Linked DNA regions of Sus scrofa: all the other regions are linked to region 4. Evidence: chromatin contacts called from public HiChIP or PLAC-seq data. All regions are on one chromosome and are shown on one strand. The core of a region is the stretch at or near the end of the contact, and the rest is flanking DNA. Distances in the headings are between cores, read along the strand shown. Region 1 overlaps RBPJ (recombining binding protein suppressor of hairless). Region 2 has its middle 36 kb from the start of RBPJ. Region 3 has its middle 20 kb from the start of RBPJ. Region 4 overlaps RBPJ (recombining binding protein suppressor of hairless).

Region 1 (6,771 bases), core at 2,531-5,030, 150 kb after region 4:
TTCAGTTACAAAATGACGGTTTCCCTGAGACTCCCAAGCATACAGATGATAAGAAAATCAGAGCTGATAAAGACAGACACTTTAAATATAACTGGATAAGGAATGACGTTTCCTTTTGGATTTCATGTTATAGACTTACAATGGGGATGATGATCTGTCATCTCAGTCAAAAAAAGGGCTCTGTTCAATAAAAATAGCAGTTCAAGCTAATTGCTTGGCTTAATTGTTTAGTTTTATTTCAAATAATCAACCTGTCAGTTCTGGCAGGCTCCAGCCTTATTCCTATGGTTTGGCGGTTCTTTTGGGTAGAAAATGGAGTTAAAATATTGATCTGGTTACTTCAATTAATACATTTGTAAATGGGTCACATCACTGAAGGGGCCGATTCTGCCATCTATGCATTTCTTTTGTTCAGAACTCATCACTTTAGCTGATGTTTATAAAGCCCACTTACACATTTCCTTGTTGGATATTGTCAGAGAGACTTGGGAGGGAGGGATTTAATTCTTGCCATGATCTTGGGGGCGAGGTGATAAAAATGACAGCCAAGTGGAACACCTTCCTCGAGGTGTCAAACTATATCAGTGGAGCTATTTTATTAGACTTCATTACAAGGTGGCAGAATGCAAAAGCTATGCTTGCCATTTTAATTTTACTATGAATATATTTGGTGGGCCATCCTGATGTTAGGACAAAAGCGGAAAGCAAATGACTCTGAAGAAAAAAAAGAAAATAGAAGAGAAATGAGCTGAATTTATTTGCAAGGAGATAAAAATAAACCATTGATTGCATCAGAAATAAAGAGCATCTGAAGAAACAAAAGAACATTTATAACAGCCCAGCTATGTGTGGGTACTAGGTCTGGTAGTTAGAATAAGGACTTATCCAAGGACTTACGCTTATTTCCCAGCATGCGGACATTCCTGGACCAGGGATTAAACTTCTCCCACAGGAGTGACCGGAGCCACAGCAGTGTCAATGCCCAGTCCTTAACCTCTAGGCCACCAGGGAACTCCATGATGACTTTTTAAAATCCACTTTACAGACAGTAGTATAGCACAGTCATCAAGTACATATATTCACCTAGACTATCTTTGTCCTAATCCGGTCTCTCCTTTACATTTATTTATTCATTTATTTATTTTAAGGTTTACTGAAGTATCGTGAATTTACAAGGCTGTGACAATTTCTGCTATATTATTTATTTATTTATTTTTGGCCATGGCTGCAGCATGCAGAAGTTCCCAGGCCAGGGATCGAACCTGGGCCATAGCAGAGACCCGAGCCACAGCAGGGACAACACTGGATTTTTAACCCACTGTGCCACCAGGGAACTCTGGTCCTATACATTTATTGTCTCATTTCAGCCTACTGTTCTTTTCCTACTATGATTATCTTGTAAGAAGATCCATACAGTATTGGTACTATCATTAATGCACATAGATGAGGGAAACTGATGCTCAGAGGGGTAAAATCCCTCTACGAAAGGACAATCAGCTAGTAAATAGCAGAAATGGGATCTGAAAGCAGGCTTGGTTACGCCTAAGTCTGTGCCCTTCGTGGTTACTTTTCTTGCTCCCGGTGAGGGGAACGTTTTGGTGCAGTGGAGTAAGATGGAAAAGTTAAGGGGCAAATACTTCTGGGTAGGAGGAGACCCAGGGGATGGGGTACAGTCTCTTAAAGGAGCCAAGGTCAGAGCAACCTGGTCAGTAGATGCTCTTGAGGGCCCAACAGAAGGCACAGCAACGGAGGCTGGCTGTGGAACTCTTCACCCATTTCTTTACCGTGCCAGGGTTCAGTCCCAGAGGTCCAAGACACTGACCCACTCAAGAGAGGCGCCTCTCTTTTCCCTCAGCTATTGCTTTTGTTTGTTTGTTTTGATTTGTTTGTTTTTACTGTAGCCCAACTCAACCGAAGAGCTGATGTGAGCACCACAAACAGCCCTAGAACTTTCTGCCCCATTCAGAAAAACATACCCCCCCTCCCACCACACACACCAAAGAGAAGAAAGGCAGAGAGTTTATTACATGTCTTTGAGGCTCCCTGACTCGTTCTCCGTCCCGCTGCCTAACTTGTTTTAATTTCTCCTAAGGAAGCCCGTGGGTATATGCTGATTTGCTTGGCTACAGTCATGGGTACTTTTTAGAAAAACAAAGCCAAGAAGAGCTCTCAAGCCTCCCTGACTTGCACCATGGGCCAATAGTTGTTTTATTAAGTGCTGATTCCGCCTGTGGAGCTGAGTTAATGGAGGTGGGGAAAAAAAGTCAGGGCCAAAACAAGGCACCATTCAGACGTAGGACTGAAAACATCAAGGTAACAGAGAGTCTCTTTACCCAGCCCTGCGGGGCCAAGTTCTATATGAATGAAAGGGGAGCGGCTGTTCAACATCCACCCAGTCAAGCTATTCATAGAGACTCAGCAAGAAGGAAAAGACCTATTACTCATGGCCTCCACCCCTGGCCAGCTTGAGATTATTCCCAATGGGAGAGATTTCCTTGCATTTTGTCCAATTGCATTTACAGATTTAAGTTTTTACCTAGAATTTTGTTGATTAGTCACATGTTGTGTCCTTGGGTGTTGTTTTTCTTCCCTGCTTTTTAAAAAAGGAGGACCGCAGAGATTTGAAGATGCAAATAAGAAAACATAGGCTCAAAATTAAAGACCCTTGTGATCCTGTTGGATAGAACAGCGAACTACATCTAGTCACTTGTGATGGAACATGATGGAGGATCATGTGAGAAAAAGAACGTATATTTACGTCCGAGTGGGTCACTTAGCTGTACAACAGAAATTGACAGAACACTGTGAATAGACTACAATGGAAAAAATTAAAATCTTAAAAAAAAACAACCTTCAAAATGTGAAATGTGAAGCAAAATATGAATTGGAAGGGGAAGTGAAAATACTATAAATCATCGCTATCAAACAGAAGGTCACTATTAATGACAGGTCTTGTGACAATGATATCTAGATAGGTACCTTGCTGGGATTCTTCCCCTGAACAGTGTGCCACATGTGGGTGTGAGCTTGTGTGTGCATGTGTGTGATTGTGTGTTCGGGTGTATGTTTTAGAAGGAATAACTGAAACAGAGACAGTCTGCAAAGCAGCAACTGGGGGAAATGGCAGAATTAGGCGGGATGGATAAAGTAGCCAAACAGAGTCTGCTGCTGAAATTACAACCAGATTGCCTCTGAAAAGCAAAAAGCAAATACGCTCAAAAAAAAAAAAAAAAAAAAAAAAGCAAATAAGCTCGAGCAAATAAACCCCTGTAGCAGATTCGCTTTCGCAAGTGTACCTGTGAGACGATGTCCAGATCCCTCCTTCCAGATGCGAAGCCGGGTGCGGAGGAGGAAGAGGGGGTTGATGCGGCTGCCGGAACTGGGAAGCCCTGAGTGGTCCCGGTGGCCTACTCACCACAGTGGGACCGACCCCGGGGTGAGACCTGCTGGGGAGGCCTGGAAACAAGTAGCAGTTCAGGAAACTGCTCTTGGCAATTCTCTTGGGACATTCGGGAATGAGAACGTGAAAGCAGCCAGAGAAGGGACAGGCCGGCGGGGAGACGTGGAGCAAAAGCGCTGACATCTGCCATCTATCAGCGGCACCCAGACGCTCCGTGACTAAAGCGAAGGCTGCTGTGCGTTTCTGGATTTTCCACATCACAAGCCGCAGATTCTGGGAGAGCGCCCTTGGAATGAGGTGGACATATGGTCCTGTACCCTGGGCCTGCTGCCTCAGATGTTCTGAAACAGCAGCAGCTCCAAGTGAAAAAGCATAAATGAATACAAGACCGTGCGAAACTCCGTTCCGCTCGGGTGGGGATGAAATTCATTCACGGTCACTTAGATCCTGATATAGAGGCTCATCTTGGGTCCTTTCCATGGAGAGGATGAATGTTAATAAGAATGATCATTGCTAATATTTAGTATTGCCTACTCTGTGCCAAGCCTGTTATTTGGATTATTTTATTGACTCTTCACAGCTACCTGCTGAGGTAGCCAATATGAACGTTCATCTCCATTTTTCCTAGTTCTTAGGTAACTAGCCAAGTCACTGTAGCCAGGACAAGGCAGAGCTGAGATCCAAACAGAAGGTCTTGCCTACTCCAGAGTCAGCTAACCACCTGGCCTGCAGGACTGAGGTTCTGAACTCACTAAGAAACTACCCAGGTCTTTGCAATGGCAAAGGAGACAGGAAAGAATTCAAATCTAATTACATGGCTGCCAGTCATGCAGGATCCAACCATCAGATGACTCAAATGAAATTTTTTTTTTTTTTTCTAACATTGCTGCATAAACATTCTCTACTCTGCTTTCCTGAGACAGAGACAGAGGGGAATCTTTGGGGCTTATGCCAAAGAGCCACTTCCAGGGCTCTTCCTTATGGTCAGTGAGGATTCAGCTGCCTTTCCCAGCCCCAAGGTCTCCGTGGTTCTGAAAAAGAAGTGATATTTGGAATGACACCTTGAGGCCCTGCTGGATTCTGGAGTGCCTCTCTCAACACGGAGGACTCATCATGGAATAAATTTAAATTCTCTTTGGCCTAGTTTTCTCTTAAAATCAGTTTTATTGCGCACATTCTAATTCTGAGAAAACTGGATGGCTGTGTATGGTATCCATGGCAGCCCCCACTTAAACAGAATATGAAATTTACCAGGCCACTCTGTGCCTCTGATATTCTAGATAAATGGAATTAAACACAAACAGAAGCACGTTAGCAGTCTTTTTAAGGCAACTACAGGAATTCTATGCCCATAGGGTCCTCGAAGGGTCAGACTGGGTCCTAACTCCACTCAGGCAGATAGAGCACCTGTAAAAACAAGGTGAGCTTGTCTCCCTATTTCAGAATAGTAAGATTTGGGTGGTTAGCTTCTTTAACTGTTCCCCCACCCCCTATCTTCATTGGATTGATTCAAATTAAAAATTTTTTTTTCTCTCTCTTAGTAGCATGGCAGTTGATTATATCCTACTTCTTTTTTTTTTTATCAGTGTTTGCCCTTGAGGAAAAAATATGAATAGGCTTATTTTTTTATAGCTATTTTAGGTTTCCAAAAAAGTTGATCAGAAACTATATAGTTCCTGGAGTCCTGTCATGGCTCAGTGGGTTAAGAAACCAACTGGTATCTATGAGGATGCCGGTTCAATGCAGGCCTTGCTCAGTGCATCAAGGATCCGGCATTTCGGTGAGCTGTGGTGTAGATCACAGACGCGGCTCAGATCTGGTATTGCTGTGGCTGTGGCCGGCACCTGTGGCTCCAATTCGACTCCTAGCCTGGGAACTTCCATATGCTGCAGGCATGGCTGCAAAAGGGAAAAAAAATAAAAGAAACTACAGAGTGATGTTTGGGGTTAGTAGATGCAAACTACTACTTCTAGAATGGATAAGCAATGAGGTCCTACTGTATAGTACTGGGAACTATATCCAGTCTCTTGGGATAGATTATGATGGAAAATAATACAAGAAAGGGCATATATATATATATATATATATATATATATATACACACACACACACATATATATATGTACGTGTGTGTGTGTGTGTATATATATATATATATATATATATATTTATGACTGGGTCACTTTATGTACAGCAGAAACTGGCACAGCATTGTAAACCAACTCTACTGTAATAAAAAAAGAAACTACAGAATTCCCATATATCCTCTCCCCAATAAGAGTCCTAGGTTCTCTTATTATTGTTTTGCATTGGTGATGTACATTTGTTATAATTAATAAACCTACATGGATACATTATTATTAACTAAAGTCCATAGTTGACATGAGACTTGCCTCTTGCTGTTGTATATTCTATAGATTTTGGTCAGTGTATAATGACATGGATTGCAGCATCATTTAGAATAGTTTCATTGTCATAAAAGTCCACTGTGTTCCACCTACTTATCCTCCTTCACCTCCCCCACCTCGGTCCCTAAATCCCTGGCAAACACTTATCTTTTTTTTTTTTTTTGTCTTTTTTTTAGGGCTGCACCTGCGGCATATGGACATTCCCAGGCTCGAGATCGAGTCTTAGCTACCGCTGCCGCACCTACACCATAGCCGCAGCAACCTGGAATCCAAGCCATGTCTGCAATCAACACCGCAGCTCACGGCAATGCTGGATCCTTAACCCATTGAGCAAGGCTAGGGATTGAACCTGTGTCCTCATGGATACTAGTCAGGTTTGTTACTGCTGAGCCACAATGGGAAGTCCAAACACTGATCTTTGTACTGTCGCTGCAGTTTAGGCTTTTCCGTAATATCATGTAACTGGAATCAGAGGGTTTATAGTCTTTTCAGACTGGCTTCTTTCACTTAGCTATGTGCAATTAAGTTTTCCCTATGTTTTTTCATTGTCTTTGAACTTTTTTTAAACAAACATGTAAAAAATTAGTTTTCCTACTAAAAATAATCAGTATCTATAACCCACCCCACTTCCCTATTACAAAGCAATGCATGTTCTTACTTCTGTTTTCCTTCACATCAGCTACCTCCAACCCAGATTTTGTTGAAATTTTGGTTCCAGGTAGGTATTAATTTTTTTGTATTATACCCCTTATATTGGAAATTTTTTTTCTTAATAAATGAAGCCTCACTACTCCATTGTCACCAAATGTTTAAACTTAACTCTATGTGTCCCTGTTTTTTTACTTCTCGCTTTATTGGATTCTTTGTCCTGGCTCCAATTTCTAGAGCTCTTTTTGGGACTGAGTGAGCAGAGGTGGATCAGGGGACAGGAATTCCTTTGACTCTTGGAGATGTAGCCAGACA
Region 2 (7,620 bases), core at 3,965-6,464, 250 kb after region 4:
GTTGTGATAATTTCTCCTGTATAGCAAAAGAACCCAGTCATACATATAATACATTATTAATTTTTTAAAAAATTTTCACTACTTTATTAGTTAAAACTGGCCAAATATTTGTGCATGATTCCCCCCCCCTTTTAACTGGAAAACTCTGTCTTTTAAATACTTAAGAAGTTTTAAGTTTTAGATTATTTTGACTCTGCGTGATTTATGTAATTATTTCTTTTCTTTAATTTCTTCTTTTAAAATTATTTTTACATTCCCTTTTTTATATTATCTTCCATCATGGTCTATCCCAAGAAACTGGATAGAGTTCCCTGTGCTGTAGAGTAAGAGTTCCTTGCTTAGCCATTCTAAATGTAATAGTTTGCATCTACTAACCCCACACTCCTCATCCATCTCGCCCCCCCCGCCCCGCCCCTTGGCAACCACAAGTATGTTCTTTGTATCTGTGGGTCTGTTTCTGTTTTGTGGATAGTGGTAACCACAAATCTTATCTCTTTTTCTAGGAGTTTGTTTTTGAAGTATAACTGACCAACAGTTAACTCATGTTACACAACATAGTCAGTCAATATTTCTGTACATTTCAAAATGATCACCATAAGCCCAGTTGTCCTCTGTCACCATATAAAGATATTACACAATTGTTCATTATATTTCCCACACTATACGTTTCAAGCCCGTGATTCATTTATTTTGTGATTGAAAATTTGTACCTTATAATCTCCGTCACCCATTTCTCTCTTCCCCCCACCTCTCTCCCCTCTGACAAACCTCTTCGTGCTCTGTTTCCAGGACTCTGTGTCTATTTGGTCATATTCACTTGCTTTGTTTTTAGATTTCACAAATAAGTGAATGAATACAGTATTTGTCTTTCTCTGGCTTATTTTCATCTTGGAGAGACAGCAGCGAGTGATGGCTTGGAGGGAGATCTTAATTTTCTGCTTAGGAATTGAACCTGGGCAGCCTGGTTGACATCCAGCAATCCCAGGCACTAGATTAACTAGAGGCTAAAAAACATAGAATCGCCCTGATTCTTGCCCCCTGTTGAAAGCAAGAATGTTTCAAGGAGGCAAAGACTGTGAAAACGGGTATAAAGTTTATTGTTAGAGTCCCAGTACAGCAGGTGGGAGAGCACACAGAGCAGGAGTTTATAAGTCAGAAGCAAAGAAGTAATACACACCCTAAAGACGAGTGTGGCTTCGGGTGTCCCCTTAGTGAGGAGCGGGCCAGAGAGGTGATTTAAATCCCTCATATAGGACAGTTCTTCTGGGTCTTTGTTTTCCTTCAGCCAATGATCTTGTTTTATTTTTCACACCTGGCTGGGCACAGGTCCCTCCCTGGTATGTGTGCGCATCTTTTGGCAGAGATGGATTCCGGAGCAAAGGGTGCTGGGATGGTATCAGTTCTTAAGGCCTGGTGCCCACTTCCTTTTTGACCCTAGAAGTCTTACTGCGCATGTGTAATTGGGGAGGTCGCCTTGACCCCAGGAGCAGTTGAGATGTTCATCTTATCTGTCTGAGTATATACATAAAGGAAGTAAGTCAGTACCTAAAAGGGATGTCTGCGCTCCCATATTCATGGCAGCATGATTCACAACAGTCAAGATACAGAGACAACCTAAGTGTCCATTGATGGATGAATGCATACAGAGAGTGTTTTGTATATAAACACATAATGGAAAACCGTTGTCTGAAAAAAGGAGATCCTGCCATTTGTAACAACATGGATGAACCTGGAAGACATTATGCTACATCAAATAAGCCATATACAGAAAGAAAACACTGCATAATCTCAAATATATGTGGAATCTAAAAGAGACAAGGCATTCCCATATGCCTCCGTAGGTTAAGGATGGGGCATTGGCACTGCAGTGGCTCAAGTTCCTGCTGAGTCATGGATTCAATCCCTGGCCTGGGGATGTTGTCATGAGCTGTGGTATAGGTGGAAGATGAGGCTTGGATCCTGTGTTGCTATGGCTAAGGCGTAGGCCAGCAGCTAGAGCTCTGATTCAGCCCCCAGCCTGGGAACTTCCATATGCCACAGGTGCAGCCCTAAAAGGCCAAAAAAAAAAAAAAAAAAAAAAGAAGAAGAAGAAGAAAAATCCCTGGCCTGGGAACTTCCACATGCCATGAGCAAGGACAAAAAAAAAGTCAAATACACAGAAATAGAGAGGAGAATGGTAGTTACCAAGGGTAGGGAGGTAAGAAAAACAGGGACACATTGGTTAAAGATTTAAAGTCAGGATGAATAAGCCTAGAGATCTAATGTACAGCATGATGACCATGGCTAATAAAACTGTACTGAAGACCAGAAATTTGCTGTGAGCAGATTTCAGATACTGTCCTCAGACACACAAAAAGTAACTATGTGAGAAGCTATGTTAATTAGCTTGGCTGGAGTAACCATTGCACAGTGTATATGTATATCAAATCATTACGTTGTACACCTTAAACATATACGACTGGATTTAAAAATATGTAAATGATGCGTTTATGATAAGCCAAGGCCAGTTGGCGTGTCGAACAAATGGAGACTTGACAGTAGTTTGGATGGCAGAATAGGATGGGAAGATTGAGTTCTCATGTGGCACACGATGTCACAAGCATGCCAAACTTGAAAGAACCCACGCTGTGACAGCCCAAACCACAGTCACAGTCTGTGCCGAAATTTAATTTCAGCAATTTAAAACAGCATTGTCTGCCACAGTAAATTAATACTGTAAGTTAAGATTTTGTCATGTGGTTTGTGCTTCATTTGTAAGGTTTCTTTGGCCTTATATGGCATATGAAGGCTATAAATCTAAGGAATTTTTTTTAATTTTAAAAGTTTATTTATTTGTTTTTCTTTTTTTATGACTGCACCTGTGGCACATGGAAGCTCTCAGGCTAGCGGCTGAACTGGAGTTGCAGCTGCAGGCCTACACCACAGCCACAGCAATGTCAGATCGAAGCCACATCTACAACCTGCACCGCAGCTTGTGACAATGCCAGATCCTTAACCCACTGAGTGAGGCCAGAAACTTGCATCCTCACAGATACTATGTCAGGTTCTTAACCCTCTCAGCCACAATGGGAATTCCCACCTGAAGATTTTTTTAAAAACTCATTTTTATATTTGCACCTGTTCAGGTGATATAAAAAATAATTTAAGTCAATTTTAGCACAGTGGTGGTGGTGGAAAAGCCACAAGAATTTTTTCTTCTGATAAAATGAATAGTACATCGTTCAAGTTTAAGAAGACCTAGTCTACTGCAGGGAATGCCATGAGATACGAGAATGTGAAAATACAGAGATATATAAATGGGGAAAAAAGAAAAGGAATAGCAGCAAGACCTTAAGCTTAAAAAATTAGGATTGAATGTAGGCAGAGAAACCTGAGGAACAGCCTCAGCCAGCACCATTCTAGAATGTCTTACCATCTGCAAGACAAGATGGTAAATCCAGGTAGATCAGTATGCAGTCCAAGTAGGAGGATGACACAAAAACAGACCACCAGGGAGACTTTGTGTAGTTAGAAGATTCAAGCACTCCCTCGGAAGAAGGACCAGCAGTGAGCACACAACCTCTGTGTTTTATCTATAGAGGTCAGACACGGGGGGCCTAACTTACCTATTCAAGAAGGTGGAAGTATAGATTTACTTTGATTCTTTCAAAGTAAATTTGCTTTGATTCTTTTAAAATAATTCCTCTGCCTCCAATGTTAAAGAAAAAAAATCCATGTGATGCTCAGGTAAAAATAGTCCATCCCAGTTAGACCATCTTGAGGCCAGGTATGGAACACCTGTGAGTGAACAGGTAGGTTGCCACTACACAGATGCCGGGTCCTCAGCAGCTCCACTTTGAAATTGTGCTGATGTGAGTATTTCTAAGTAACTCAGACTTACAATGCTATCAGATACCTCTAATAGTTGGAAGGAAATCAGAGTTCATAAAACCCAACCTATTGGCTTTTCTTTTCTTCTCTTTTTTGGCCACGCCCACAACATGAGGAAGTTCCCAGGCCAGGGATGGAACTCACGCCACAGCGGTAACCCAAGCCACAACAGTGACAATTCCGAGTCCTTAATGGGCAGGACACCGGGTTCCTCCCACTGTTGGCTTTTCAAGAGAGAAAAATGCGGTCCCCCACAATGTTACTCAGTCAAGATCATGGGCATTCATTATAGAGCAGACTTGATTATAGGAGTCCTGACTCCCAGCTCAGATCTCCTTTCGTGTAATCTTTACGCCCATTTTACTTAATGCTTATTCTTTAGGAAACGGCTATAAGCACAAAACGAATATGTAGTCATTTGGGGTACATTGAGGGTATCTACAGTCATTATGTATATTTGGATACAAGTCATCTTAGGCCCCTTTGAAATAATCCACAACAGGGCAGACTGGGAAGAAAGTCACTTATTTGAGGTCCTAATGCAGCCATTCATTGATTATTTGTTCACTTTACTTTCTCTGCGCCTTCATTTCCTCATCTGCAAAACGGGATGACTTCTTCATTGGACTAATATGAAGATACATCGAGACAACGTATCTGAAAGAACTTTGTTAATAAATCGCAGAGCATCGTCAGATATCAGTCCATAAGACAGCAGCGAAGTCATCAGAACAACTGCTAACAGAGCGCTTGAGATGGAGCGATGCTTGGGCTCAAATGCACTTACCAGATACGTAATTTCTGGCAGAGCTATTTAACCTTTTCTGTGCCTCTATTTCCTCATGAGAAATAGGGACAAGAATACTGTATATCTTAGGGTTTTGACGAGGACTACATAGATTAATTCCTATAAACTATTGTTCGGCACTTGGTGCTCAATAAATGTTAGCTATTATTTTCATCTTGCAAACTTGCTGATGGTGATTTCTGTTTCATTGTTGTAAATGTCTTCTTCATTGCTGTACTTGTGTGATACGTTAGAAGTCAGCAAACTTTAGTGCTTCTGGAAACCATAGATGGAACGTTTACACCTCTCCTGGGAATCCTTCCATTCTTAGGGCTGCAATAGGAGCAGCAGAGCCGCCTTCCAGAGCCAAATTGGCAACTAAACTCACCAGTTGCCCCCCTTCCCAAGCCCTGGCTGCCATCAATGGGAGCCTCGCGGTATGAGGATGAACCAGTATTTGCATTGACTTGGCTGCTGCTGTTGTCTGAAGGTCAGCAGGGGCCCCAGGCCATGCCACCCCTTGTAGGGATCCTGGCAGAGCACAAAGTCAAACAGGATCAGGGTGGGGCATGACTTGGCCCAGAGAACCTGTTGGCACCATCTCATGAGCGATGGGAACAGGGAGTGCCCTGGATGACTCAATGAGTGGCATGTTGCCCTCTGAGTGGCTGCCAAAAATGCCTCCCAGGCACCTGGTTAAGAGGCAGTTAGTACAGGGGTGGCTGAAATGCAACCCCTTCAGGGCCACTCCAGTTTCTCTCACACTTCTGTGCTGTGTGTGTATGGTTCTCTCTGCTTGGAGTAAATTCCTCTGTCTACCTGCTGGGCAAAACCCTGCTCTGAGCTCATCCTCTGAGTCCTAATTCAGCTGTGGGGAAACTTTCTGGGCTCTACTAGGCAGACCTAGGTGGTTGGGCAGCACACAAACTGTGCTTATATATGTCTTCCATACACTGATACTTAAATACTCCAGCTTATATACTTACATGCTCCAAGCACTATAGCACATTACAGTGGTTTGCTGGTATACAATTATGCCATTGGGATACCCACCAGCAGGATTTCCTCCAGCCCTTCACACAGACCCTGTCAAAGGGGTGAGACTAGAAGGGCCTGCCTCTATCTTAGGACCCTGCTTCCAGCCATAGTGAAGTGGACGCGGGGAGCCAGTCTCCAGATGGTTAGTGACTGCGATGTGGGCCAAGCCAGATCAGATTCTACTGGGGATTTGAATTGGGAGAGAAAATTCGGAGACTCCAGCAGTGAGCAGTAGGAACTGAAGGTGAAAAGTCATGACATGCAGAGAACCTGATACAGCGGCTGCTGTGATGTGCCTCTCAGATCCCACCCCAAAATGAAGGGTTTATTCCTCCTGCTGTTGGGAGTGCAGCCAGTAGACAGCCCTCAATTGTCAGCTCTCTTGGGCCCTTGTCTCTATCGGAGAGTCTCCCCTGTTCCTCACCCAAGATCACGCACCCTTCCCAGGGAAGCCCGTATCTGATGGCTCGTTGACGTGGAAACGGGGTCATTCTCTAGGGAAAATTTCATAGTACCATCTCAGCTTCAGAGTGACCTGTGAGGCTGGCTGAGACTTCGTCAGTTCCAGGGTGACCAGCTGCGTTGGTTAGCCTGGGCTATAGACAGTTCCAGGGATGTGGACCTTTCAGGGCTAAAACCTGGAAAGTCCCCAGCAAACTGGGACAAGTTGGTCATGCAAGTCGAGATGGCACTACAGCTCAGCTTCTCTCTTCACCAGTTCCATCCACTTCTTTTCTCTTCCACATGCGGGAATCCCAAGAGCACTAATGGACCTCTGTCTGCTAAGCTCCACCCCCGAGTCTGCTTCCCAGGGAACCCGACCTGTGACGGTGGAGAAGCTATGATGTGAAAGTTTAAGTTATGAAGCATTCAAAACTCTGAAGAAGCAGAAGCTACAAGACAGAGAAAAGGTATGTTATAGGGAGTCCAGATTTCCGTTGGTGGTGGGGCTGAAAAAAGCTGACATATAGGGGATAATAATCATGTCAATATCAGCCCTTGAGCTGAGGTTCCTAGTAAATACATCTTTTTTATTCTTTTATAATTTTTTTATCATAAACCGCAATGTTTTGTTTATCAGTTTACTATTGTATATTTCCTTCACTAAAATATAACTTTCTTAAAAGCTTGGACCCAGGTGACTGATGATTGATTAAACCCTGAAATGTTCTTTAAGCTCAAGCTTCATGAAGATTCCCCCATAATGCTGTCTGGCCTTACCTTCAGGCATCTCCACTTCCCATATTGTTCACTGTGTTCCTACAATGAACTTTTCACTTTTTTGAGATGGCTTGGATGGGGTTCTTATATTTGTATTCAAAAGATAAACATGTTGGGGAATTCCCATTGCGGCTCAGCGGTAATGAACCCGACTAGCATCCATGAGGATGCAGATTTGATCCCTGGCCTCACTCAGTGGATTAAGGATCCAGTTTTGCTGTGAACTGTGGTGCAGGTCGCAGATGTGGCTCAGATCCCTCATTGCTGTGGCTATGGTGTGGGCCGGCAGCTGCAGCTCTGATTTGACCCTTAGCCTGGGCACTATATATAAAAATATTTTCTATATCAGCAAGGGATTTGGCTCTTGGCCACAAAATCAACTCTGGAAATCTTAAGAAAAAGAAACTTACTGGCATGGTCTCTGGGGTTCTCAAAATCAAAGAAGACTCTATAAGAGCAGGGTTGGAAAACGGGCAAGAAGCAGAGGATCTGCCACAAGCATCATGTTGACTTGAACCTCCAGTCGTATGTGAGGTTCTTGCAACACTATCGTGATTCCATGTGCTGGGAGAGCATCTGCTTGGCTGGGCTTATTCATGTGCCCATCCTGTGGCTGCACCAGAAATGGAAAAGGGAGGCAGAGAGGAGTATCTAGCAACTTGGCCTTCTGTGTTGTGACAGAGAATGGCCCATCCCAAACACAC
Region 3 (7,003 bases), core at 2,477-4,976, 230 kb after region 4:
AATGGACCATAAATGTAATTATACATATCAGAATTTATTTCTGGACCCTCGATTCTCTGCCATTGATCTATACATCTGTTTAATGATTTGCTCTTGCATCCTATGTCTCTTTAATCTTTCTAGAATTTATTTTGATTCATGGTATGGATTTAAGGCTGAAACAGTGTTTTTCCTCCTCCTCAAGATGTCTAATGAATATCCTGCCATTGTTTATTGAAGAGTCCTTTCCTTCTCCATTGATTTGTTATGTTTATTAAATGATTAAAAGACATTTTTATAGAAACATCCTGCATGTTACTGTGACTCATCTCATTTTTCCCCATCCAGCATCTGAGAAGCCCCTCATCCTGCATTCTGTTTAACCAAAGGACAATTGTCCCTGCCTCAAAAGAGCTTATGAGGGCAAATAGGAAGAGGACGTTGACATGTTAGAATAATAAACGCAGAACAGATATTTGCATTGGACCTCAGAAAGGGTGAGTGCATTTGTGGAACAGTAACTGAAGTGACGGGATTCTCAGGGGAGTTTCGTATTTACTCTGGGTGGGGCTGTGGACACCTAAAGGCACTTAATCCCTGCTCAGATCATACCTTCATTCCTACCTATTTGTCTGACACTATTTTTTTTTTTTTTTTTTTTTTTTTTTAGTGTTACCATTTACAGGTGACAAACACTGTTTTACTTCCAACCCATGGGGAGAAAAACTTCCATTGTAAACAATGACCTGGAGCAGTACTCAGCTTGCAAGGCTATGGTACTTATCACCCGGGGCATCAGCAGGACCCTGCCGGACACGTTTCTGTGCACAGCAACATGACAGCTAAAGCAACATAGTTACAGGGAGTTCCCATTGTGGCTCATCAGTAACGAACCTGACTAGTATCCATGAGGACATGGGTTCAATCCCTGCCCTTCCTCCATGGGTTAAGGATCCAGTGTTGCTGTGAGCTGTGGTGTAGGTGGAAGAAGAGGCTCAGCTCTGGCGTTGCTGGGGCTGTGGCGCAGGCTGGCAGCTGCAGCTCCAATTCGACCCCTAGCCTGGGAACTTCCTTATGCTGCAGGTGGGGCCTTAAGAAGAAAAGAAAAAACCCAACATAGTTAGAGATGAAAAGGGTGTCCTGCACTATTTTAAATCTTCTGGTGGTGGTTGTGAGGTTTTTAAATGCTAAAGGACTCTGAAATTCTGCAGAAAGACTCCACCCACTGCAACAGAGTCTAAAAGTTCAACATTTTTCTCAATGAAGGCACCCAAGACATATTTGTAAACCCTCCAGAAGACCTAAGGCAGAGAGCTCGTGGGCAGTTGATCCAGGGAAGGATCAATGGGTGTCGACAAGCTGGGAAGCACCGTTGAAAACAAGAAGATGAAATGAAACTCAGAAAAATGTAAACTACTGCATTTTATGTAAAAAAAAAAAAAAAAAAAAAATCCATTCCAGGGCGAGGGAGGCTTAGTAAAAAAGAATGAAATTGTAGCTGCCTGAAAACTCCCTGGTCGTATCGAATTAGGCCTGTTCCGTTTGCAAGGAGCAGTGACATCCATGAGAACAAGGACACTGTGGAAGGGTTAAGGAATAGGAAAGGCACACAGGGAACCACTTGCACCTGCTCTGTAGCCAGGCTGGTCTTCCATACGACACAGCATCTTACTTGGCGCTGGGTCAAAGGCCCCACCGCTAGCACCACTGCCACCAACAACAGCGTGAAACCAAACATATTGAAAACTACCCCAGACGTGTCCCCATTTCCTACGTCATCAGGAGGATCTTGGTAGCTCAGCCTAAGAATTGACTTACTCTGTTTATTTTTGCATTTCCTTTCCTGGGATTTTGAGGACCATGTCTACTTTAGACAGTAGGGGTGTTAGAAAGAAATGAGACTGTTCTTTCCTCTTGCCCTCTTGCCCTCTTGCCCTCTTGCCCTTTATAAAGAAATCAGAGCCAAGAAAGCATTGGCAATTTTGTTAAAATTTTGAGCTGAATCTTGCAACTTGTTTGTACCTATTATGGAAGTGAACTTATTAAAAATTCAAGCTATGTGAGAACTTAATAGATACTTTGCCTGCTAAAAATGTTGTTTATTTTATACCCACTGAAATGTAATGCCCAATAAAGCCTTCATCTTATCATTAGGTATTTTTCTGTAACAGCGGTTTTTGAATCTTTTTAGTGTGAACTTAAAAAAAAAGAAATCTTAAAGACTGCTATTATTGTGTAACAAACCACCTTAAACCTAGTGGCTCTCAAAATTACAATTATTTATTCTTTCATGATTCTGCCATTTCTAGAGGGTTTGCAAGGAAAACTTCATCTCTTGCTCCGCATGATGTCAGATGCAGGGGCTGAGGGAGCCACTTTCAAGGTGGCTTCACTCATGGGGCAGGGGGCACAAGTCACCCAGGGTCGTTTGTCGAAGAGCTTTGGCTTTTGTGGGAAGCCACCGGAGGGGTTTTTTTCCTTTTTTTTTTTTTTTTTTTTTGTCTTTTTAGGGCCGAACCCGTGGCATATGGAAGTTCCCAAGCCAGGGGTCGAATCGGAGCTACAGCTGCCGGCCTACACCACAGCCACAGCAACGTCAGATTGGAGCTGCATCTGTGACCGTGTAGCTCAGGGCAATGCCGATCCTTAACCCACTGAGTGAGGCCAGGGATCGAACCCAACATCACGGTTCCTAGTTGGATTCGTTTCCGCTGCTCCAAGACCGGAACGCCCACCGGATGGTTTTGGGCACAAGGGTGACATGATAGAACTTAGTGTTTATAGGATGGAGTGTAAACTAAAAAAGGAATGGGCTGAAGTTCCCTCAGTGGGATCTGCGGCATCTCTGCAGCTCTGGAACAAAGGTTCTATCCCCGACCGGGCACCGTGGGTTAAGGATCCACAACTTTGGTGGCATCAGTTGCAACTGTGGCTCACACCTGATCCCTGGCCAGGGAATTCCGTATGTCAGGTGGCAGCCAAAAAAAAGGAAAAAAGAAAGAGAGAGAGAGATGGATCGTCAAAGGTGGGGGCAGGGGGGCCAGGTAAGAAACGATGACTGCGACCCAGCTGAGAGATAATAGTGGCTTGGACAAACGAGGCAGCAGGGGGAGACGTTGTGGCTGGATTTGGATTAACAGTCATCTATTCCTGAGCTACATGAAATTAATTGGGGTGCAAGTGCAAGGTCGTCATCAACTAGACAGATATTTCTTGATCATCTCTTCTCATCTTGTGCCTTCACAGTGCAGGCAACCCGCTAGCCACTCAGGCACTATCTGTAGTTTTGACCTGAACGATGAACTTCGCTCAGCGGGTAAAGTCGCTGGGCCTCTCCTCTGATACAGATGTGACCCTGATGAACAGTGTGCAGCTGAGACCCTTTCAGGGCAGAGCCCATCATCCCCAGCCGGGAGCCTCCCACCCCCGGTGAGAGTATCTCCCCTACAAGGGGCAGAAACCCAGTGATCTTCCCCCACATCGCTGCCCCGTGAGGGCTCAGCAGACAGGGTTGAACTGAATTGCATCCCAGCAGCCCCCGTGCAGGTTGGCGTGATGCAGAGTGATGCCTAAGAATAGATCCAATTCTTGGAGGCCTCTGAGGGCTGGCATCGTCTCCTGGGCTCCGTTTGGCTTTTCTCTTTTCTCTCTTTCCCCCTTCGGGGAGCCCCAGTGTTCTGCAGCTGTTACATCAGCCGGCTCCCCCCGGCTGCCGGATGAGCAGAACAAAAGCGGCAACTGGGTGACTCTTCACATCTGTACTTCTCATAAGCAAACAGAACAGATGCCCTTAGCAACGGGGGCTCTCTGGCTCGGGGCAGGGGAAATGTACCCTGAAGGGGGAAGTTTCCCTTCTAAGAGCTGACAGAGCCACTTAGTAATGGCAAGAAACATCATGAAACAGAACATTAAACTTTCATGAACTACAAAACCTCGGAGGTTTAAGCTGCGAGTCAACAGCGAGGCTCTAATCTATATAAACAGTTGGCATGCAAATGCCGGCGTAGCTTTGGGCCTTATTTGGTTCCTGTTTTTCACTGCCTCCCTCAGGAGAGATGGCTGTGAAGGCAGAAAGAGATGCTGTGGTTTTCTTCTGAACTCAGGGGTAGGGGAGCACTTCCTAGGAATTCCTTGGCACGGGCTGGTTCCCAGTCTGGCTTTCTTGGGTTCTAAACTTCTTGCCTCAGCTTGGGGGGGAGGGCAGTCAGTCACATGGGGGGGTGGAGGGGAGAGGGAAGAGGATGGTTCCACCTGCTCCCTTCTCTCCCCAGAAGACTGTCAGCCCAGAGCCCAGCTCAGAGTGAGACAGAGAAGGGCTGGCATGGGAACACCCACTCGCTAATAGCAGTGGCAAGTAAAATGCATTAGTAACTGTGGGCCCGACAGGCCTTGTTCTTTTATTTAATTCTCACAGCAATGCTGTAAGGTAGGTAGGATTATAGGGTATTCATTCATTCATTCATTCATTCATTTTGCTTTTTAGGGCCACCCCTGGGGCATATGGAAGTTCCCAGGCAAGGAGGCAAATCGGAGTTAAAGCTGCAAGCCTACGCCACAGCCACAGCAATGCGAGATCCGAGCCTCATCTTTGACCTACACCACAACTCATAGCAACTCCAGATCCCTGACCCACTGAGTGAGTCCGGGAATCGAACCTGTATCCTCATGGATACTAATCAGGCTCGTTACTGCTGAGCCGTAATGAGAATTTCTTGTTTTATAGGCAAGGAGACTGAGGCTCAAGGTGGAAGTCAGTTGCCCTGGGTCACAGAGGCAGTCAGCGTGGAGCCAGGCTTTGTTCTGGGCAATCTTATTCCTAACTGCAGATTCTTCTAGGTCAAGCTACAACTTGCCTGACTCATTTTTTGAAAGGAAAGAGGTGATGAACTGCTCGGCGATGATAAGGAAAAAGAAACCAGGAATTTTCCTTCTTATATTATAATCCTATTCTGCCATCCTCAAATATTGCCAACATGTGTGTGTGGTGGTGGGGAGGGCAGTTGTGCCTTAAGTTCTGTTGGACATGCATGTCTCTGCATGTCTCTATTTCTGGCTCCACGGTTGGCCCTTGACCCAGACCTTGTTAATCAAAACACCGTGACTAGTACATGACCAAGTCAGACCAATCAGAGGCAAGGAGATTAGATGGAGGGCTTTTGTTTGAACTGTAGGGAAGTAGTTTACTCTTTTCTAACTGTGAGCCAGGGAGGAGGCATCTCCTGCCACGACTGGCAGCTGTTTTGTGACCATGAGTAGAGATCAGCCTGAGAAGGGAGTTAACACATCAAGGACGGCTAAGTCGACAGAGTGACACCAGAACCTGACCTCACCCTTTGAGCATCTGACCCAAGCCATGCACTCTTCAGTTATGTGTGCTCAAAAAAACCTCATTTTTGCCGATGTCAGTTTGGGGCAGGTTTCTAGCTACTTGTAACCAAAAGAATCCTAATGGATACATGAAGCCTTCTGTGAACGTGTGGTTGGTGCCACAGTCTGGGCTGCGACCAGGCAATTAAAACAGCCCCTTGACCTTGGCTCAGAGGCTTGGGGAAAGCTGCAGGGCCTGGGGCGGGAATGTGGATCAGGGCCATGGGGACGGTATCAGCAAATCCTAGTGTGGCCTTTACCAAGTATCAAGTACTGTTTTAAGTGCTTTTATCCATATTAGCCAGTTGAAGTTACCATGATGGCCACTTTTTAAAAAAATGGGAACCAAAGGTACAGAGAGGTTGGAGAATGTATCCAAGGTCACACAGCTCTTAAGTCAGGAGGGTAGGGGAGCTCTGGTGCCTTTCCCCAGCTCTAGCAGGGAGCCTGCCCCCCCCCCCATAGATGCAGAGGCTTGAATGATCAGGGTGGGGTGGGGGGTAAGCACTGTGCTTCCCCATGCCAGCTTCCCCCGTGAATCCCAGCTCCCCTTAGCCCCAGTCACCAAGGAACAGCTGGTGTTGAGTCCAGCTGTGAGCCAGGCATACATAACGTGCATTTATTTATCAAAACAATCTTATAACAGAGGAATGATTATTCCTCCCATTTTCTAGGTGAGGAAATTGAGATTCTTTGGGGGAACACAGCTAGTATGTGTTAGAGCTGGAAACTGGGAATTGGGGCTCTACTCCTTGTGGACACACCCCTCGGGCAGCAACCATCTCCCTAACGCCCTGCTGCTGTGATGTGTTCCCTTCTCTTGGAATCTCAGGTACCGGCAGTTGCCTAATACGTCCCTGAGCTGGACCAGCCTGATGGATGTCCTGGCTTGTGGACTATTACTCTACTGTCCTGCAGGCCTACCTCCCTGTCCCATTCTGGGTTCAGGGTAATCTCAGGTGGTCCAGCTTTTTGCCTGGCTCTTCAAGGAACTACTAAGCCTCACACTTTGACTCAACTCCTGCTATCAGTAGAGGCTGTGCTGTGCACTTGAGTTCTGACTCACGGGTTGTTGAGACTGGCCCTCAGGCCCCATCTCATCTTGTCCTTTGGGGCAGGATTGGGGCATAGAGGAAGAGGAGGAAGCAGGACGGCTTACAGGCTGTGCTCCGAGTGTCTGCGAAATGGCTTGAGGTGTTCCAGATGGGTCACTAATACGAGGTGGCATCTGCCCCTGGTCCTGGAACTCACTCTGAACGTGATGGTTTGTCCCTCTGGTAAGACTCAGGATTCCAGAGTGGTGATCTTTCCTTGGCTGCGCCTGGTGGGGATTAGCACGCCCAGCTAGCTCTTGATTATCTGTGGGAGAAGCAAGAGGATGGGACACTGACATATCCAAATAACCTTGGAATTTATTCTGGCCAACAGCTCTGAAGGTCTCCTGTTGGACCTCTTTCCAGAGCAGCTACTGCGAAGTCAGATCTATGGACTTGGCTTTCAAACCCTTTCCTTTTTTCTTCCCTCCTCTTTTTTTTTTTTTTTTTCCCTGTGAGAGAGAGGCCTCCAGTTATGGGTAAGGAATAAGAGGAGCAACAAGAGGATCGATGCATCAGAATAATCTGTTGTGATTAAAATCCAACTCCGACTGGCTTCAATA
Region 4 (7,183 bases), core at 3,374-5,873:
ATGTGTGTGCAAGTAAATGAAGGCAACCACACTCTAATAGCAAAACCTAAAATGACGAGACCACTTCATTCGAGTGTTAACATTAAGGGATATAATCTATTAACAGAAAAGAAAAAAAATAAAAAATAAAAAAAGGAGTTCCCGTCGTGGTGCAGTGGTTAACGAATCGGACTAGGAACCATGAGGTTGCGGGTTCGATCCCTGGCCTTGCTCAGTGGGTTGGGGATCTGGCGTTGCTGTGAGCTGTGGTGTAGGTCGAAGACGCGGCTCGGATCCCATGTTGCTGTGGCTCTGGTGTAGGGCTGGAGGCTACAGCTCCGATTAGACCCCTAGCCTGGGAACCTCCATATGCTGCAGGAGCGGCCCTAGAAAAGGCAAAAAGGCAAAAAGCCAAAAAAAAAAAAAAAAATACTGAAATTAACATAAATGATAAGATAGACTGGCAAACAGGAAAGGAAAAAGGAGCAGAGAAGATTGGGTCATAATACCTACAGTCAAAGAGCTGTATTGTGTTTGGAAAAAGCAAAACATATATATATCTCCTTGGAAGCAAAAGAAATATATCCCTAATTACAAAAGTGGGTAGTTCGAATCCACATACACAAAAACCGTATCTGAGGTAGCTTTATTAAACTTATTACTTTTTAAAAAATCATAAAGCTACTGACCAAACTACTCAAATTTCATAAGAACAAAAAAAGGAAAAATCAGTGACTCAGAAATACAGTTTTCTTATAGCTATAAGAAACTAAGTAAATAAAAACTGAAGTTACATTTGCTTCATCCTACTAAAAGGCTATTCGCTAACAAAATTATAGAACAGAAAATGGCAATAATAAATCTTTCTATAAACAATAAACAATTTAACTTAAAAACAACTTTTTGAAGACAGTATCTTCAGGCAGAAAAATATTTGCCCTGAAAGGAAAAAAAAGAGATACCAGACATAATGCTACAGAAGGATTATAGAAATATTTGAATTGTAGAATCTGAATTATAGAAACAAAACAATACTAGCAAGAGAGGGGTAGGGAATGTAATTCTTAAAAATACAAGTGTGCTAATTAGGGACAGCTTAACTAGCTCCAACTATCTAAGATACTCAAATTTGAAGGAGGTTCCTATTAAGCTCCTTACTTATTCTCAGAGCTCATTATCTTCAAAATGACTAAAACTGAATTTAAAAGTTTAAATCCCCTAGTTGACCACCCGTGACTTTGCCCTCCAACTCCCATCTCTAGTGTCAACTACAACATGGCAAACACTGAGATAGTCACAGAGATTTAATGAATGAGAAAATATTCTCTATGTACTATTCATGTGGTCATTGAGATCAGAACTAACCATTTTTCAATTTTTAATATCAGAAAAGAGAAAACATAGTTAATGCTAAGTCAACGAAGAACTATTTTGAATACTTAATATTTAAGCTGAAATGAGACTGCTTTCTAAATTAAAAAAGTACAGTTAGTAAAACCAATTCATAAATTTTATCCTCTCACAAATTAATCAAAGAAAATCTCTGAAAGTTTGAGTAAAGCTAATCATGGCTATTCCTGTCTACATAGCATAGCTCTGCTCCACGTTGAAGCTAAGTAAAACATTTATGATCTTTATAACCTGTGATATTTTGCTTCCGGTATAAGACTAAGGTTAAACAAGTGGAGGAAAGCATCATTAAACTATGTGTTTTCACTGCTGTTTGAATACCGTGCGCTTGTCAGATGAATGAGCAATTAGTCTCTGAAACTTATCACTGGCTCCCAATAGAAATGTGATGACACAGCTGAGGAAGCTGACTGAGTGGCACCGTTAGATGTCAGCAGCTCTAGCTCCACGAATCACAACCAGACCACAGCTATTTGAGAAGTTTATTTCTGGTTCTGATTCATATATTCAAGAAAGTGCTATGAATAGGCATAAAAGAAAGAAATCACCACTACAAAAACGAGTAAGAAAACTACATTCTGGTACCATGGTGCTCTTCACAAGGAACCAGCAGAGTCTTAATTTACCTTTCCTTCCAAGTTCAGCTGTTGCATTTCCTGGTCACTATTTCCTATTCCAATAAATGCACATGGTTGAGACTCTTGTTCAGAACAACCATCCCGTTCCATTTGTTCTTTTTTTTTCTTCCATCCACTGCCCATAAGATACACACAAGGAGGAGGGCAAAAAAACCTGAAACAATGGGGGGAAAAACACAATGCAATTACATTCAAGAAAGCATTTCCTTTTCTTGAACATTTTGTGAATACAAAATCATGCTGAACTGCAACAAGTTAACTCCTCATGAAACATTTTGATGAAGTCTTCTGTAAAGCATACAGCTATGCCACAGCACACAGATCAAAACCTCCCCTTCCATTTGTTAGGTAAGGTTCATCACATTGACGTTATGCATTCACTTAGCCTAGGTATTTTTTAGAGCAAGGACACATCTCTTTAAATTTTCACATAGCTCAGAGTTTTGAACTACTACAATTCAACAAATTCAACATACTCTACTGTATTAGAAAATATGGTATACCACCACAGAATCAGCAATTACTGATTAAGTTCTACTCAAAATGATGTACTGCTGATGATATTCTTGGTATGGATATTATACTTTGGTAGTTAACCTGGAAAACACAGCAATGCCCAAAGTAGAAAATTAATACAACTAGGTAAAAGAATTAAAAGCAAAATGGGTCACTGGGATTAGTATGTTTTATTTCTTCTATCTTGAATGCCTAATGCGGCCCCTGCCTCAGAGAATACACTGTATCCTTTCAATTCATAGACAAGCAACAGATCCCTTTTGCTAGCTGTCAAGAAATCTGCCCTCAAAAATTCTTCCCAGTTAGAATAACTTCCTTAGAATCTTCTCCTTGCAATTACAAAATATCTATTTCAAAGCACAGTTCAAGCCCCACATTTTATATAGTCCAGACCATCAATCCAGTCCTTATGTAGGGTAAAATTCTTTTGCCCAATTACATAGACTTACTAATATTAATATTTATTTTAAAACATTATGCCATGTCTCATCAAGGGGCCTGAAAACTCAAATATCTACTCAAATAGTAGCCAAATAAACTCAAATAGTCGCCAAGTAATATAAATGAGTGCACTAAGTGTGTAACAAATGAGTAGGAATATCCTTTAACTACCCAAAGAAGTAGGTCCCCTCATGGTAATTTCCACTTTTTGTATTAAAGCATAGAAAAAAATTTCTTAATTCTTTTAAGCCTTAAATTTTTTAAAGAAAAAAACCCCTTAACTGCAATGATAATCAGCCACAGGTGTGTGGCTCTGATGACAAGGACACAATTGAGAATGGCAAGTGTGTGAGTAGACACCCATCCACTCACTCACATGGCTGAACTATGGACATGGGGGCCTAGCACTGGTCACATCCTCCAACTTTCCAACAGACACCTGAAATCAAATTTTACATGAAATTTCTAATTTTAAAATATGACAACTAATTTATACTTTTTAGCACTTCTTAGGTCAACAACATACAGACTTAAAAAAATAAAACAGAAGAAGAATTACACACATGCATATGTGTGCATATGAACACACAGATGCCACCCTGTTGGATTTAGCTCTCAGGCACCCCCCTAAAGGTAGTAGAGTGGTATCTACTTGTTTGCTTTCCCCTCAGCTTCTATTACAATATTGACTGAATTGAATCGAAATACATGATAGCACTTAGTTTTTGCTCAACTCTACCAAAGACTACTTTAGAGACACTCTACATACAATTTATCAATTCATAAGAAGGGTGGTTTTATATTATTCATTAATTCACAAAAATTATTACATCCAGAGTTTCTGTTGTGGTTCAGTGGGTTAAGAACCTGAAGAGTATCCATGAGGATGCAGGTTCAGTGGACTTGCTTAGAGGGTTAAGGATCCAGTGTTGTTGCAAGCTGCAGTGTAGGTCGCAGATGTGGCTTGGATCTGTCCTTGCTGTGGCTGTGGTGTAGGCCGGCAGCTACAGCTGTGATTCAACTCCTAGCCTAGGGACTTCCATATGCTGCAGGTATGGCCCTAAAAAAAAAAAAAAATTACATCTCTAGGCTGTACCAGTCACTAGGAATATATTTAAAACAAACAAAAATTCTTGCTCTAATGGAACTCATACTCCAATAGGAAAGACCATTTTAAAAAGGTAAATGACTAAAATAACATATACTCTGTTAACTGACGGTAAGTACTAAGGGAAAAAATAAAGTAGGGAAGGGGTACTTAAAATGTAGAAGAACTGGGCAGTCAGGGAAAGCTTCTTTAAGACATGACACTGAGTCACGACCTAAAGCCATGGGTATCCAGGGTGAGAGCATTTCAGAAGAAGGGCAAAGGCTCCAAAGTAGGAAGGACTACAGTGGACAGAAGGCAAACAACAGACCAGTGGCTGGAGGAGGATAACAGGAGACCAAGCCAGGGGTAATGGGGAAGCAGACCAAGAAGGCCAAAGGGGTCAGGGTGAGTGAGGAGGAAATCCTGGGGTCATCTCATATTTATCTAAGCCAACAGAAAGGTATCGAGGAGCTTTCATGGCTGTGCATACTCTCTTTGTGGCTGTGGATACCGAGGTCACGGCCGAGGTAGTGGGCTCAGCTCCAGGTCACTCTAAGTTTGGAGGGATGCCTGGATTATCGGCTAGTTCTGGAGTTGGATCAGTTCAAGTCTACACCAGGGATCTTTCTGGCCTCTAAAGCTGGAAACACCCAATGCTTACCATGGCACAGACTCAAATACCTAGCTGGCACACGATCAGGAAGTTGAGAAGGCATCAATTTTGGAAACTTGTCTCCTATTACTATTTCATTGAACACTGACAGATGATATTAGGACATCTTAGTAAGCTGGTATACTGGCTATAAAATTCAAAGAGCTGTGTTTTAATACAGTGTACCAAATGTAGTACTCAAATCTCAGCAAGCTACCGTAAAAGACACTTTCATATTTAAAAAACAGAAAGAGGGCTAAAACTGTAAAAAGGCTCCGTAGTGCTAGTCTTCTCAGGAGTACTGTGATAAAACAGCATGAAACCAATAGGACATAAAATCAGGTCGACAAGAAATTCTTCGCCACTCTAGACACTGACCGAGGTTCTATAATTGAAAATGCTTTCCAATCATATAATAAACTTAAGAAAAATGAAGATTCTTCAACTGCCTCTGAACTAGTCTTACTTTTATATCAACTTTTGACTATTTGAGAAAGTTGTGATTCAAGAAAACAGCAAATCCAATATAAACATTAAGATAATTTCTACCGTGCAATGATGAAATCATATTTTAAACACCCCTATATGGCCACCCCCTAAAAACTAGCTAATGAATCAACTCTTCATTTCCATAGGCTTCAGAAATAATTTAATAATCAAACCAAAGTTAAGATTCAATACAAAAAAACTACAAACAAGAAAAAAGACAAAAGAAAGGAGGGAGTTCCCTGGTAGCTCAGTGGGTTAAGAATCTGGCATTCTCATTGCTGTGGCTCAGGCCACTGCTGTGGTACAGATTCAATCCCTGGCAGGGGAACTTCTGTATGTGATGGGTATGACCAAAAAAAAAAAAAAGAGAGCGAGAGTGAGAGCGAGAGAAAAGAGGGGGGAAAAAAGGAAGTTAAAGGGAAAAAGAAAAAAATGTCAATTAACCAAAAGTAAAACAAAATACACCCTTACAATAGCATGTGAATCAATTTTCTTTTTTAATTTGGACAGTTGGTCAATATGTACCAAACACTCAGTGAAAAGTCTGACCATCAAGAGGTCAACTTTCAGAGTTTAACAGTTTCTAAAAAAGGATATTTTAGGAAACAATATGCCTTTATTTTCTAATCTTTCCCAGTAGCTCCATCTAATAAACTGTGACAAGCAATGCTTTTTATCGGCCACTTGGTGGCGTTATGCACACATTTATGATTTTAATAATTTCCTAGTTCAAACAATCACTCTTTATTTTCGGTGATTCAACAACTTTTTCCCTCAAATTTTGAGATGAAGTCTGGAAAATACCTTACAGACTCAAAGAAGCTTTTTTATTCAGCCCAATATATAAGGTTAGACAAAAATCCAAAAACATCATTTGCATTATCTAACTTTCTTGGCAGAATCATTACCCTTTGCTGATTATTCATACTTGCCCTGACACAAAGTTGAAGGAATGTTAATATGTCAAATGGCGTTTCCATATCTTTAATGGAAATTTTCTTCTAGACAAAATAATTTTTTTAAGTTTATTTTTCAATCTGGAAAGACCTTCTTCAATGAAAAAATAAAACTAACCATGAACATAAATGGGATACCAGATGAGTTACGCAAATAAATACTCATTATCAAGCACAAAAGTGAATACTGAGAACAATTTTAAATTTTAGGATAAAACTTCCTGACCAAATATTTCTAGCATCATTCATTGGAGTTACTTTGTAAGCCAAGAGGACTGTTGTGGTCATGTCCCCAGGTTACCTCATGCCTAACGCCTTAGCAGTTTTTCAAAAAGGCCTGAATATGATCAGCAAGGACGAAAGCAGAGCTTCCTCTTTCCACTGCACTCCGCTAGGGGCTACAGGACAAGACCTCTTCCGGCAGGAAGCCTTACTAGTCATCCAGGAGGCTGGACTCTGTTAGCAGACCCTTACTAACACTATTAAAAACTAGAGTAATTTTAATAGGTTTCTACGTTTATTGTAAAACTAGTGCATGTTTCTTCTAGAAATTTTAATACATATGAAAGAGGTTATTCTGGCTTTTTCTTTTTTTTTTTTTTTCCCCATTTTTTGGAGTCAGAAGCTTAGATTCTTTGAGCTTTCCTTTGGGGTTTTAGACTGACCAGGCTATACCCAAATAATAGAAAGAAGCTGAAAATAAAGGCAATCATACAAAAGGAGAAAGTAGGAGATGGGTAAATTATGGGGCTGGGATTGACATATACACATGACTATATAGAGAACAGACAGGAATGAGGACCTACTGTATAACACAGGAGAATTTACGCAGTACTGTGTGGTAACCTACATGGGAAAAGAATCTAAAGAGGAATGGATATATGCATACGTATAACGGATTTACTTTGCTGTATACCTGAACTTACCACAACTTTGTAAGTCAACTACTTATCCCAATAAAAATTCTAAAATATAAAAAAACAAAGGCCATCATAATAAAAGATAACCATTA

The links. HiChIP or PLAC-seq counts read pairs in DNA pulled down with a chosen protein or histone mark.
Region 1: a contact with region 4 is called in an H3K27ac HiChIP or PLAC-seq map of skeletal muscle, with 2.7 times the contacts expected there. The contact joins two enhancer-like sites. A contact is called at or near these places in 1 of 47 Hi-C or Micro-C datasets (embryonic fibroblasts) and 1 of 2 datasets of contacts at active chromatin or transcription factors (skeletal muscle).
Region 2: a contact with region 4 is called in an H3K27ac HiChIP or PLAC-seq map of skeletal muscle, with 4 times the contacts expected there. The contact joins two enhancer-like sites. A contact is called at or near these places in 2 of 47 Hi-C or Micro-C datasets (both in liver) and 2 of 2 datasets of contacts at active chromatin or transcription factors (alveolar macrophages and skeletal muscle).
Region 3: an H3K27ac HiChIP or PLAC-seq map of skeletal muscle shows a contact between it and region 4, with 5 times the contacts expected there. The contact joins two enhancer-like sites. A contact is called at or near these places in 1 of 47 Hi-C or Micro-C datasets (embryonic fibroblasts) and 2 of 2 datasets of contacts at active chromatin or transcription factors (alveolar macrophages and skeletal muscle).

What each region holds. Positions count from the first base shown.
Region 1 is chr8:19,988,565-19,995,335 of Sscrofa11.1, reverse strand. All of the region lies in intron 1 of RBPJ (recombining binding protein suppressor of hairless), which reads right to left. It overlaps LOC106504605 (a long non-coding RNA gene), which reads left to right. Exons shown (of 4, transcript XR_001298225.2): 4 at 1-553. Among named protein-coding and RNA genes, the nearest start is that of RBPJ, 59 kb to the right of the region's middle. Within about 2 kb of position 3,780, at least 10 of the 83 cell types and tissues checked have an H3K27ac peak or open chromatin away from gene starts, as enhancers often do. A contact at or near this core is called in skeletal muscle, where this site is marked.
Region 2 is chr8:19,892,790-19,900,409 of Sscrofa11.1, reverse strand. No RefSeq gene overlaps it. Among named protein-coding and RNA genes, the nearest start is that of RBPJ, 36 kb to the left of the region's middle. Within about 2 kb of position 5,214, at least 12 of the 83 cell types and tissues checked have an H3K27ac peak or open chromatin away from gene starts, as enhancers often do. A contact at or near this core is called in skeletal muscle, where this site is marked.
Region 3 is chr8:19,909,399-19,916,401 of Sscrofa11.1, reverse strand. No RefSeq gene overlaps it. Among named protein-coding and RNA genes, the nearest start is that of RBPJ, 20 kb to the left of the region's middle. Within about 2 kb of position 3,726, at least 33 of the 83 cell types and tissues checked have an H3K27ac peak or open chromatin away from gene starts, as enhancers often do. A contact at or near this core is called in skeletal muscle, where this site is marked.
Region 4 is chr8:20,142,236-20,149,418 of Sscrofa11.1, reverse strand. It overlaps RBPJ (recombining binding protein suppressor of hairless), which reads right to left. Exons shown (of 11, transcript XM_005666567.3): 4 at 2,016-2,181. Among named protein-coding and RNA genes, the nearest start is that of CCKAR, 54 kb to the left of the region's middle. Within about 2 kb of position 4,623, at least 6 of the 83 cell types and tissues checked have an H3K27ac peak or open chromatin away from gene starts, as enhancers often do. A contact at or near this core is called in skeletal muscle, where this site is marked.